Regions from separate parts of the Mus musculus genome. Here regions 1, 2 and 3 are each linked to region 4. The links are chromatin contacts, called in public ChIA-PET and promoter capture Hi-C maps. All regions are on one chromosome and are shown on one strand. The core of a region is the stretch at or near the end of the contact, and the rest is flanking DNA. Distances in the headings are between cores, read along the strand shown.

Region 1 (3,018 bases), core at 223-2,722, 450 kb after region 4:
ACAACCTTAACCCTTCTACCCTTATTTTGAGATCAAGGCTCATCCTTAACTGTAAGAATTATATATTATGTTTTATTGTACAGAAATTTCAGGAAAAGCAGAAAAGGGATAAGTTCTGTGTTTTCAAAATGTTCTTTCTTGAGGGAAGGCCAGGGGCTAGAGAGGAGACAACACTCCCACCCAACTTCTGTGATTCTCTAGGTCACACCATGCAGCCCATTTTGGTCTGGAACTCATGATTCTTCTGTCTTGGCCTCCCAAGTGTTAGGATCACAGGAACACGCAACCCTGTACCACTCATGAAAGGAACGCGGTGTGCTTTGTTTTGTTTGGAGTACTGAGGGCTGAACCTCCCTAGAGAGCTACCAATGGGTTAGAATCCTAGCCATTTTTTTCCATTTTTATTTTGAGTTCAGAAGTTTGCTAAATTGTGCAGGATAGCCAGTACTCCAGAATCTCCTTCCTCAGCCTGTCAAATAACTGGCACACAGGCAAGTCCTATAGAATACCACTAGGGTGAGTTTTATAGACCAGCAAATGCTTAATTACATTACAATCTCAACACTTTAGTTACCTTTCTTCCCAGCTCTGTGATCTATGCATTTCCCTGCCACCTCCTCGCCCAAACACACCCTCTACTTCATCAAAACTTCTTTGGTAGAAACCACATTCACCTCTACCTCTGCCTGAAAATAAGAAAACAGGGGGAGGGGAAATAGTTAGAAACCAACATCCAACAAGTATGTTCAACACTGAAGGTTAATCTCTATGAAGTTCTATCTCTCTGTACACTTCAAGACGGCCACATTTAAGTATTTAGCAAGACATAATGGCTCTGATAGAACTGAACTGGGGTATGAAAAAAATAAACCAACCACTCGTGAAGGAATCCCAGTCCTGAACAATACACAGCACCAACAGGAAACTCATCAGTGACGAGGTCCACAGTGGCGTCTACCAAGGCTAGTACACCATTATAAATTGAATGTTTTCATGGATTGTTTTCAATAACTACTGGGGAAATCTTACTATGGGGAACTTCTAGAGAGAAACTCTAGTAGGAAGTGTCAATCACGATAAAATTCCTTTATCCAATTCCAGAAAAAAGATAGCAGAAGTGAACTGAACAACTGTAGGACTGCGAACTATATTCTTACAGGATAAAAAGAATCCTTCACTGAGGTAAGGAAAATTAGCAACACTAAAGTCATTCCGCAGAGTAGTTGGAGTATAGGGACTTAAAAGCTTTGCAAATCAAATGTTAGCAGGCTTCTAATGAAGGCCATCTGGTTAACTATCAACCTGTGACTCTGCTCAGAATCTATCCCAGTAGAAACATTTTTACAGAGTCAAGTGGGGTGGAACATGCCTATAATCTCAGCATTTGGGGCTGAAACAGAGAACTGACAGCTCAAAGCCAGCTTGTGTTACATCAAGAATGACTCAAAAAGCCTAAGAAAGATGAAAAGGACCGAAAGGGAAAGAAGAAAAAAAGAACAAAAGGGAAGGAGAGGGAGGCACTCACAAGTATGTAAACCATCATGCAATGCATACAGTTTCAACCAGTGATAAGACTTACTATAACCACTCACTGTTCAACCACATTATAATGGAGTTGAAAACTCTGAAGTAACTAGAGACTTATTTGTGATGGTGCTGGTCTAAAGAAATCTACTGAACTGCCAGTCACTTAAAAACATGGCATATTTGCCAGCATGTAGTACACAGTATGTGATTGTGACAATGAAAAGTTATTTATTTGAGGATATATTATATTTTCAAGTGTACTTATTTTAAATTTACTATAAAACAATATCCCATTTATACCACAAGCAACAGCATATATCTTGTAATCATTGTCTTTTAACTGTATCTGGAGGCCAAACCAAGTAAATAACCTAAACCATATAAGCCTGTGTAAATTATAATGTTCATATATCAATGAAAATAAAATAACCTAATGAGGCTCGCGTCTTGTTAAATAAGGCATGACACATATTTGTATGAAAACGAACACTTGAATTTCAAAACACTAGAAACAACCTAATAATAGTTGGCTAAATAAATTCTGATGAAACATCCCAGAACAATACAAATCCACATAACTAAGGCACTAATGTTAACTCAGACCTGTGCTACTGAATGACAAAAGCATACTCAAGTGGGGGGGGGGGGTGATATTGTGATGTTGTCCATACTGCTGCACAGCTAAGAGTGACTGAGACACATGCAGATATGTATGTAGCACGCACTTTCAGCTTTGGACATTCTGTAGTTTACTCAATGAACATGTGAACAGTACTGACACAAATGAAGAAACTAGAGGAGGCATGGGAGTTTGGGGTGCATTTATAACAAAAAATACCTTAGCAGCTATCCCAAACTTAACTTCTCCCATAGATCAAAATGATCAGAAGAAAATGATAAAGCTTTATTTTGTGTATGGTGCTAGGTACCAAACAGAGCACAATGCAAATGCTAGGCAAAAGCTCTACCACAAAAAATACACCTCTAACCCGAAAATAATATATTCTGAATGAAACATCCAATGAAGCAAGTGAATTCAAGTACCCATGCACTTCATCATAACCTATCAGGAACTGACTCAGATTACAGGAATACTTCCATGACTCTTACAAAATACTGAAAAAAATTATATAATATATATTAGGATATTCTCTTGACTAGACTAGTATCCACTTTGTCTATAAAATAAAAGTGAAAACTACAGTTTAACTCTAACAATCACAAAGTTATCTTCCAGGTTCATTACTTTTAAGTCAACCTAAAGTCAACTTACAGTTTAAGTAGCTTTCTCCCTCTGCCCTACATTCAGAATATGTATACATTTTATTTAAAATCCTAAAATAATTTAATAGTAACTACTCTAACGCGAAAATATTCCTCCACAACAGTGACTTTAGGATAAGGAACAAATCCTCTCCTTTTTCAAGATTAATTTTGTCCAGACTAGATAGATGGTCCAGCAGTTAACTGAATGGACTGAGTTTGGCACCC
Region 2 (3,198 bases), core at 588-3,087, 410 kb after region 4:
ACTTCTACAAAATTTTCTCAGATTTTTTGTTTCAGCGTGGAAATTTCTGGGCAACATTTTCTGGTGGCTGTGAAAGTTGCAAACAGAAAATGTCTTTAGGTTTACAGATGCAACTGCTCAGTTCTTCCCCTGTAATTTAACAGCAGTCACAGACAGCTAAGTCATATGATCCAATAATGTTTTGCTTAAAACAGGCAGCAGGCTACCAACACTTGACAGTGTCAATCCATCTACCTGCACAAATAATACTTCTTTTTCATGAGCCTAGTGCTCAGGAGACTAAGGCTGCAGAACATGAATTTTACGGCAGTCGGGGCTATACGGTTAAATATCTCAACACACACACACACACACACACACACACACGTAAGATAACAACCTTAGTGAGCTGGTCGTTGTTCTACACCATTCCTAACAACAAACTCTTTAACTTCTTCCTACCTTCTCCTCTGTTTTTTCTCTGTGCCCCTCAAAAAGTACTTAGTCAATAAAATGATTGTCTGGCTCTTTCTTCAGCAACTAAAGACCCTGAAAACCTAATTAGATGCCATTCTCTGGAATCTAGAATTAAAAGGCAAGCTACAATGAGATGGACAGTGGCACACACGTCACTAGTAGGCTACTCAAGAATCACAGAAGCCTTGAGTTCTCACTCTAACAGGTGAGACTTGAAGCAGATTCTATGTCAGGTTCTTTTGATGCTGCAGTGCATCCTACTGCATCACTCTCTTACTGGATTAAGAACTGCTGGTACTGGAGGTGCTGCATCTGGTATAAGGCAGTGAGTTCCTGCTGTCTGGTCAGGCGTTCCTGGTCCAATTCTCCCTGAGGGAAAAGAGGTACAAGAAGAAGCACCATGAGATAGACAGCAATGAGCATACATAGCATCGAGTATACACACCTACACACATGCACACGCACACACATAGCACACCACACGCAAGACCTTTGCTTCCTACTCCAAACTTGTGCCCTTCAAACCCTTAACTAAAAACCCCATTACCTTAAAAAACCAAGCAATGCCACCTAGTGGTATGAGGTGGCATTACCAACATAAGTCACAAGCAGTCCTTACTCAGCACTGTCATCCACTACTTCAAACTGAAAGCTGAACTGTGATCTACCAATCTGTTACTGTAATTGAGAAATTACCCAGCACTCTAAATCTTGGTGGCTTGTTTTAAAGATCACATAAAAATCACAGAAACAGGACAACATGAAAAAGAGTAAAGTGACCTAACAGCTGATAGGATGAGAACTCCTCCCTCAAATTAGGGATTTCTAACGCTAGTTATACACTGGAAGGTGGAAACACAGGCTAATAGTATTTTCATTGTATTTCAAAATAATTCAAAGAAGATGGCTGAAATTTTAGTTTTGTAAAGTTAAAATAGAGGCAAAGAAAATATAAGGTTTATAGTAATAAAAATAAAAACCTAAGATAACAGACTAACCCCTAGGCAAACCATATATGAACTTGTATTTTTCTGGCTTACTGATTATAGCTTGGAATAAAGCATCTGACATACAATGGGTTAGGGCAGGAAGAATCCTAAATTCAGAGATATCAGGAGTAAGGTCTAGTCAACACTTCACACGAGTAGCTGGGTTTTAAGAGTTCTGCTTGTGAAAGTCAGCTCTCTTATCAGTGCTTTGAGGAAGGAGGTAGCAGGTAACAAGCAACCTGAGCTTCCCAAAAGTTTCCCCTTGAAGGGTACAGACCGAGGCTTAGGTACAGCTTCAACTAAAGAGATGCAGACTGTGACTGGAGAAAACAAGGGGTGAGAACATGCCAAAAACCAAGCGAGCAGCTTTTAGCTCCTGACACATCAAAGTCACATTTCAACTTTAAGACAGGAAATAAGGCTCAAACTTGTCAGGTAAATTCAAGTAATGATTCACTATAATTGTTCTTGTGATTGAAAAGAAACAATTCTCAAAAATAATGTATGAATCATGGAAGAGAAAGTATGATGGCCAGCAAGCCAGTGAGTCTCATCCTTTAATAACAGAGGATACAGCACATTCACTGCCACCTATCAAACAATTACCGTGAAAATAACACTGGTAGCCTCAGTATAGCTGTGTAAGTCAACATCAGGTTACTGCAGAAATCCAGTATTCATGGTAAATTAAATAGTATCACTTTTATCAATGGACAACCACTACTTGCTTCAATTTAATAAAAACATAGACAGACACACACATAGCAACCTCTACTAGCAACTCAACTGAGAAAGGCCAGCCTCAAGAGAAAATTTTCCCAGCCAAAGGATTAGGCCTTCAAAATATCCTAACACAGTAAGTGGCACTTATATTTGGATAAGCCTCAAGTTCAAGAAATTTTATGAGCCAGAAAATAAGAAGGAGATAGAGGTGAGAGGAAAAGTGTACATTCTAAGTAAAAGTAATAAGAACTTTTCAGAGGCCAGCCATTTTGAAACACAGAAGATAAAAGCTTTGACATGAGCTATGAAAGGGAGAGAGTCAGACCATAAAGGACCTACAGGTTAGGTCAGGATAAGATATTGGTCTCATTCTTTATTGGTTAGAAAACCACCGACAGATTTTATACAGTATATATAGATGAATGCACAGTAAGTTCTGAAAAGGTCATTAGTGTTCAGTATACAATTCTCCCATTCAAAAATGCCCATTATCATTTCAATTTACTTCTATGAAACTACCAGGTTGGGTATGGTAGTTCATGCCTATGATCCCAGCAACTTAGGTAGGAGCAAGAGAACCACCACAAGTTTGAGGTCAACCTGGTCTGCAGAGCAAGTTCCAGGCCAAAACCCTGTATCAAAGAAAAAGAAAGAGAAACTACCATTCTTTCTTCCTTCACTGCAACCCTGGTTGTCATTCAAAGAGAAACAAGTACTCCTGTGTCTACTGTGAATCTCAGGCAAGTGGGAAGATACTCACCATATGAGGAGGGGGAGCTGGGCCTGGAGAGAAAGGAACCCTTCCCCACATTTTCATGATATCACCAAGGGGCTGGAAGCTTTCATCACATGCTCTCTTCACCAGCAAAGACATAGTAAAATAGCCCGCCTGAAACCACTCGGCCATCTCCTGATTGTTAAAGGGACCTAAACACAAGGGGAGTGAGAATGCTGTCAGGCTCAAAAATAAGTATATTCCCTGAGTCTCATGTTCATTCAAAATTTTATAGAATACCAGCTTACCTCAAAA
Region 3 (3,168 bases), core at 110-2,609, 270 kb before region 4:
GATTATAAATGGTGGCGCATGCCTTTAATCCCAGCACACGGGATAAAAGCACAGAGGCAGGCGAATTTCTGAGTTGGAGGCCAGCCTGGTCTACAAAGTGAGCTCCAGGACAGCCAGGGCTATACAGAGAAACCCTGTCTCTAAAAACCAAAAAAAATAAAAAAATAAATAAATAAATAAATAAATAAGAATGTCAACGGTACACACATCCATAAGCAAGATTTATCAGCTGTACAAACGCACAGTTAAGTGTGAATGGTTAAAAGTAATCCATCAAAAGAACTGAAAAAGAAGAACATACATGCCAAACCACAGTCCAGCAAGGAATAACTTCATCATCCAAAGTCTACCTCATCATGTGCTAAAGGGAAGATGGTGTACCTTGGAAAGTGGCTTTCCCTGGTGGCAGTTGATTCCACCAATGTAGATCACATTGGGCATCACAGGTCTGGGGAACTCCAAGACAAAGTCTGTGCGTAACAACCAAATGGACACTGGGCTGAAGAGGTCTGTCATAGTCACTGGGGTCTGGAGAACTTCAGAGGCAATATCTGCAGCACTTTTGAAAAACTTATGACAAAATGCACGCTCCCCCATGTAGGCCAAAAGGTTCCGAGTTCTTTCCTTGAAAGTCATGGTGTCTGTGAATTTTAAGAGCATTCTGGGGATATAAGAAGGAGGACTGGGGCACTGGGCAGCATCTTCAAGATAATGACAAAATATTCCTCTGCTGAAGACCACGGATGGGAGAGAAAAGTACTTGGCTACAGTTAAGCCGCACACATCGAAAGGATCCAGAAACACAGCATCAAAAGAAGTCTGCTTCAAGTATTCCACTAACTTCTTGTCGTTAAACAAACTCCTACAGTGTGAAAACAGTAATTCGAAGAAACCTTTGGCTGGAGAATCAAGCAGAGGAAGTATTCCTCCCTCCTGCTGACTTTTCCATTGTGCATCAATAAAAATCTTGAACTCCCGGTTTAAATCCTCCTGCGTATGAGAAACTGCATATGTTTTCACTACAAAATTCAATGGTTTCGTCAGCTGCCAACTCACCTCCGGAACAACCACTACGACCTCATGGCCTTTGTGAAGGAGTTTCTCCACAACCGTCTGCATCGTAAACCAGTGGCTCCCATCCATGGGCACCACCAGCAGCCTGCCTGCCTGGGCCAAGCCAGAGGCCAGCAGCAGGCACACACAGAGAGGAAGGGAGGCTGGAAAGTCTGCAGGAGCCATGGCAGAAGTGCAGCCTAAGGCAATCCAGCTGCTGAGACTCAGCACTGAAGAGGAAGTGTGAGCCAGAGAGAAATCTACGCAGGAGGGTGTGTGCTCACAGCCGTTTAGGAGAATGATTTACTGAGGAGAACAGTAAAAAATGAGCAAGCATGATTAAGGAACATGCTTGTTTCCTGAGGAGAAGACCTTCTGACCCTTTTTGGGGGGTAGAATCACACAATGTGAGCTTAGAAATAGTTATGAGGAAATACACTAAACCCTAAGGAGTCCAAATGCTTATACAAAAGGAAGCAAGTTTCAAAGCAGCTTACATTTCTAGGATTGATCTCAAAGCAAAATCTGAACACATTTTTAGGTGACCTGACTGACTCTGTTTCAAAGAGATATTCTGCCTCTGCTTCCAAGGCAAAAGGGGAAGTTCTAGAGCCTGTCCTCCCAAGAGACAGAGAATCAACTCTGCCAGAGAGCAGGGCTGCTGTCTCTGTGCACACAGTGGGATTCTTGTTCCATTTTCAAACACTTTCATGTGCCTTGCTGACGCTAGGCTGACAACCATCTTCACAGACCAATCCAGGGACGGGAAGGAAGGTGACATCAACCTCCTTACAAAATCCCCTCTGAGTCACTGGAAGCCATAGGCAGACATTCTCTATGAAGAAGCAGAGAGAGCTCTCCGGTGATGCCCCTCAGTAGCCCAGGGACCTTCTCCACAGAGCAATGGCTCTGTCTCCCATGGCACTGCAGCATCTGCAGGGTTGCTTCCACCTTGTGGCTACTTTGAACAGTGCTGCCATCAGCACCACATGCTGGGTCCTCTCAGGAATTGATCTCAAGTCCTTCAACTGGGATTAAGGCTGCTAGCTCAGGAGGAAGTTCTGGTGCTCACTGCTAAGAAACTATTAGACACCTCTACACGGGGCGGTAGCATTTTAATTTCCCTCCAGGCCTCCATTACTGCCTGGCCTCCACATCCTCTCTGAAGCTATTTTTACTTCTGTTTAGTGTACTCTTCCTGGTGCTGGGCACGACATCTTGTGGGTTCTGCTTGCATTTTGTAACCACCCCCATCTCCTGCCTGATTTTGCCAGGACAGGAGAACAACACTTGAATTTGAAAGTCCTGACACTGGAGTTGCTAATATTCAGAAATACCACTGTCTCCCTTTCCCATCAATTGGTTGGAAATCTCTCATTCACCAAATACACAAGAATGTGAGACAAATACTCACCTACAACAAAGCCTTTGACTCTCAGCACAGCATGGTTCAGAAGAGTTGCTCTAAGTAGACAGAAGACCCTTGAGCTGCATAGACACTGGGTCTGGTTAACTTCACTATGTGATGTTTTGATTTATCTGCAAGGTTTTGGTTTTTGTTTTGAATTTTGGTTTTGGGGTTTTTTATTTGTTGTTTGTTTGTTTGTTTTGTTTTGTTTTGTTTTGTTTTGCTTTGCTTTGCTTGTTTGGGACAGGGTTTCTCTGTATAGCCCTGGCTACCGTGGAACTCCCTCTGTAGACCAGGCTGATGTTGAACTCAGATATCCAGCACACTCAGCCTCATGAGTGCCGGGATGAAAAGCATGCACCACCAGTCACCCTTGGCATATTTACATGGATTTTAAATTAATAACATTTATTTAAAATTTTCAAAGTTGGGTATATCACAGAGTATTTTGTAGATTTTTAGGTATTATTTATTTATGTGTGTGTGTGTGTGTGTTTTGCCTCCACATATGTATGTGCACCGCATGCATGCAGTGTCCATAGAGACCAGAAGAAATCTGTGGGCCTGGAGTTACTTTACAAGTTTCGAGGTGGTTGCTGGGAATTAAATCTGGGTTCTTCTGAGAAGTGAGTGTTATTCTCAACTACTGAATCACATCTCCAGCCCCATGAATTATTTTCAGTGATTATGACGATATGTATAGTTTG
Region 4 (3,354 bases), core at 700-3,199:
CATCACTGCCCAGCTTGGCTCCCCTCTTTCTTTACTGGGGTTCCTGCAGAGGGCTGTGGGGTTTCCTATGAGTGAAAGACAGAAGGAACCCCACTCTGAGGGTCAATTCTGGGACCTGGCTAGAGACACAGCACTCCTGGGATTCCAGAGTGGTATCTGGGCTGGACAATTCATTCTGCAGTGCACATCCTAGCAACCAGGCCTGGGCTGCAGGCAGAAGGTAGAGTATGGCTTGCAACAATGCTGGCTGGGAGCCAGCATCAGGACCACTTCCTGAATGAGTTCCCAGACATCTGGACATGTGAACTGTCTCCCATGGGAAGGACGCCCCTGTTTGCACCCCAACCCCCGGGAGTTTAAAGCAGCTTCTGCTTCTCCTGCCTCTAGTGAGTTCAGGAAACTCTTGCAAAGTTTTGCTTGAGCTAGGGGTGGCCACATCCTACCACCTGGGTTGTGGTGTTCTCTCTCTCTCTCTCTCTCTCTCTCTCTCTCTCTCTCTCTCTCTCTCTCTCTCCTCTAGCAGAAGAGGGCCTTTGGGCTAGGCTGTACTGTAGTAGAACCTGCGGAAGCCAGGCCCACAGCTGTGTTCAGGGCCATTAGGATCTCATACTGCATGGTCAGCAGCAGCTTACAACGGATGTTTGACCCGGTTTGAGGAACCCTGCCCACCAGAGCCCTGGTTGCTGGATGTGTCTGGAACAGTGCTGGGCTCTTGCAGCCTTCTGAGTGGCTTCTACATTGAGACCAATGTGATTTAGTCGTAATGGGATGGTTTTGAGAAGGGCCTTGGAGATGAGAGAAAACAACTCAGGATGTGTCTGTGAGAACATTTCCAGAGAAGATTAGCCCAGAGGGAAGGCTGCCCTGGATACAAGAGCCACCATTGCAGAGGCTAGAAACCTGGCTGTCATCAAAGGGGGAGCAGGGGTATCCTGCTAATGCCTGCATTCCTTGTTTCCTGAGCTGTTCTGCTCTGCCACGCCCACCCTGCTGTGATCAATAGAAACTGTGAATGGAAACAGATATTTCTGTGACAGTTTGTTTTCTCAGATACGTGCCTGTGCCTAAACAATGAAAAAGCTAACATGATATGGCCCCATTTCTAGACTGCTCTGCCCACCCCCGACCCCCGGGAAATCCTAGAATGGTGTCCATTCTCCCGAGGATCATTTGGTCCAAAAAGCACACAGAGTTTTGAATGAGAAACAGGAAATGGTATAGAGATACACACACACACACACACACACACACACACACACACACACACACACACACATCTGGTGTAATCTTCCTGCAAATTCTGCTACAGTAAAGGCTATCATTCTAGCCCGAGGGCCCCCTTCCATGACAGTCAAGCTGGGGGGGAGACAGACAGACAGACAGAGAGAATGAAACATGCATGCAGACACACACACACACACGTGTGTGTGTGTGTGTGTGTGTGTATATATATATATATATATATATATGTATATATAGATATATGCATATATAGATATACGCATATATATATATAGATAGATATAGATATATATATATACACACACATACATATCATAGCCCTAGCCTGGGCTAATAGCTCATTTAGTCATCTTCTGGGGGCAGGACGAGCATCTCATTCCTGTCAACACATTCCAAGGATACACAGAGCCCTTCTTGTTCCCATAGTGACCTTACTCTCTAGATTTCTCTCCTCCGGTCCCTTGTTTATAAAGACTGTTCTCCCAGCCTAAGAGATGGACCCAGAGGCAAAATAAACACATAGCCTAGCCTGCCTTGCTTCATAGCTCTTGATGGGAGAAAGGGGGAAGAAAGCAAAGGCTTTCTTTTCAGAAAAGGCAAAGTTCCCTCTTCAGAAGAGGAAGCTGACAAAGCGGGCTGCCGCCCAGGAAGTGGAAAGACACCTGCTACTTACTGTGTTTCCTCCGAGGCTACAGGCTTGACGTAATAGTCACTTGAGTAGAGAACCACATTGGCTATCTGTTCCACTGCAAAGGGAAGACAGGAGGGGGTGGTCAGGGCAGCCCCTCGTGCCTTCAAGGAGACACACAGGACCATTTGACTCTGGCTTTCTCAGCCCTCGGCTTCAAGCTGCAATTTTTCAAGGTCTGGTTGCAGGCCATTTCTGTATACCAGTGACTCACTCTGCGTTACCAAAACACCGGGCTCTGAGATTCGGCTCCAGGAAGCACCCTTCTCTCCTCCAAACCCATAATCTCTTAAAATCAAGCTTGAGGATTAAGAGAAACAATTTCAAGTTCCCATCACAGTACCCAACTTATAGAAAACTACTAATGTTTTGTTTCAGAAAATTTCACCGTTTCAAGGTCATTGGTATTATTTTCCAATATATTTTGAGAAATATTTTTTTTTTATTTTGAAAAAGGCTTTCCTGTGTAACCCAAGCTGGCCTAGAACTCACAACTCTGCCTCAGGCTCCCAAGTGCTAGGTTACAAGTATGCACCAACACACTTTGCTGAGAAGTAAATTGTTTTTAAATTTTATTTATTTATTTTATGTATATGAGTACACTGTAGTTGTACAGATGGTTGTGAGCCATCATGTGGTTGCTGGGAATTGAATTCAGGACCTCTGCTCACTCTGGCCCCACTCATTCCAGCCCAAAGATTTATTTATTACTATAAATAAGTACACTGTAGCTGTCTTCAGAAATACCAGAAGAGGGCATCTGGTCTCATTAGAAATGGTTATGAGTCACCATGTGGTTGCTGGTATTTGAACTCAGGATCTCTAGAAGAGTAGCCAGTGCTCTTAACCACTGAGCCATCTCTCCAGCCCCGAGAAGTAATTTCAAATACAAGTATGCAATGATACATGATCAATTTTGCAGCTGTTTCTGAAAGTTTGCTTCTGTTCTTTCAAAATTGAAATTACAACCCCAGGGTGACATTATTTTTAAAATTTGCATCACTGGAGGAGGCCACGAACATGTCAAGGACTTGTTGGGAGGTCAGAGGACAACTTGTGGGAAAGTCATTCTCTCCTTCCCCTACATGAGTTCCAGAGATCAAAGTCATGGCACCAGGCTGGGAAGCTGGCATTTTTGCCAGCTCATCCCAGTAGCCCAAGTGAGCATTCACTGTGAAGAGAAGGGCTTTCTGGGAAGTGATGGAGTTGTGGGGACAGCACACTCATGAGTGGATTCCGTGGCCTTAACAAGGAGGTTCCAGGAGCTTGTTGGATGAGCTGCTTGTCAGATGAATCTGCCAATGCCCTGATCCTGAACTTTCCTGTGTGCTGTCAGCTGGCCATAGCGGCACACACCTGCAACTCACTACTAGGGAGGCAGCAGTAGGAGGAGCACACGTTTGAGGCCCACATCTCAGTGTGTG

What was found. Promoter capture Hi-C pulls out the DNA fragments that hold promoters and counts their contacts. ChIA-PET counts read pairs in DNA pulled down with a chosen protein or histone mark.
Region 1: an RNA polymerase II ChIA-PET map of memory CD8 T cells shows a contact between it and region 4, with 36 read pairs. The contact joins two enhancer-like sites. A contact is called at or near these places in 2 of 115 datasets of contacts at active chromatin or transcription factors (embryonic stem cells and memory CD8 T cells) and 1 of 9 other capture datasets (liver).
Region 2: an RNA polymerase II ChIA-PET map of memory CD8 T cells shows a contact between it and region 4, with 27 read pairs. The contact joins two enhancer-like sites. A contact is called at or near these places in 3 of 115 datasets of contacts at active chromatin or transcription factors (large pre-B cells, memory CD8 T cells and microglia) and 1 of 9 other capture datasets (adipose tissue).
Region 3: a contact with region 4 is called in a promoter capture Hi-C map of erythroid cells, with 4 times the contacts expected there. The contact joins the promoter of Ugt1a7c here to the enhancer-like site in region 4. A contact is called at or near these places in 6 of 39 promoter capture datasets (the C10 cell line, embryonic stem cells, erythroid cells and 3 more) and 4 of 9 other capture datasets (adipose tissue, liver, macrophages and 1 more).

What each region holds. Positions count from the first base shown.
Region 1 is chr1:87,376,640-87,379,657 of GRCm38.p6, reverse strand. It overlaps Gigyf2 (GRB10 interacting GYF protein 2), which reads right to left. Exons shown (of 29, transcript NM_146112.4): 7 at 575-686. Among named protein-coding and RNA genes, the nearest start is that of Kcnj13, 17 kb to the left of the region's middle. Within about 2 kb of position 1,472, at least 15 of the 459 cell types and tissues checked have an H3K27ac peak or open chromatin away from gene starts, as enhancers often do. A contact at or near this core is called in memory CD8 T cells, where this site is marked.
Region 2 is chr1:87,416,715-87,419,912 of GRCm38.p6, reverse strand. Gigyf2 (GRB10 interacting GYF protein 2) reads right to left here. Exons shown (of 29, transcript NM_146112.4): 15 at 2,929-3,095; 16 at 734-825. Among named protein-coding and RNA genes, the nearest start is that of Kcnj13, 24 kb to the right of the region's middle. Within about 2 kb of position 1,837, at least 7 of the 459 cell types and tissues checked have an H3K27ac peak or open chromatin away from gene starts, as enhancers often do. A contact at or near this core is called in memory CD8 T cells, where this site is marked.
Region 3 is chr1:88,093,192-88,096,359 of GRCm38.p6, reverse strand. Ugt1a7c (UDP glucuronosyltransferase 1 family, polypeptide A7C) reads right to left here and starts at 1,359. Exons shown (of 5, transcript NM_201642.4): 1 at 382-1,359. The coding sequence starts at 1,239. The region is part of intron 1 of Ugt1a10 (UDP glycosyltransferase 1 family, polypeptide A10); the gene reads right to left. The region is part of intron 1 of Ugt1a9 (UDP glucuronosyltransferase 1 family, polypeptide A9); the gene reads right to left. The region is part of intron 1 of Ugt1a8 (UDP glucuronosyltransferase 1 family, polypeptide A8); the gene reads right to left.
Region 4 is chr1:87,827,031-87,830,384 of GRCm38.p6, reverse strand. It overlaps Sag (S-antigen, retina and pineal gland (arrestin)), which reads right to left. Exons shown (of 16, transcript NM_009118.2): 10 at 1,916-1,988. Among named protein-coding and RNA genes, the nearest start is that of Dgkd, 25 kb to the left of the region's middle. Within about 2 kb of position 1,949, at least 155 of the 459 cell types and tissues checked have an H3K27ac peak or open chromatin away from gene starts, as enhancers often do. A contact at or near this core is called in adipose tissue, erythroid cells, hematopoietic stem and progenitor cells and 2 more, where this site is marked.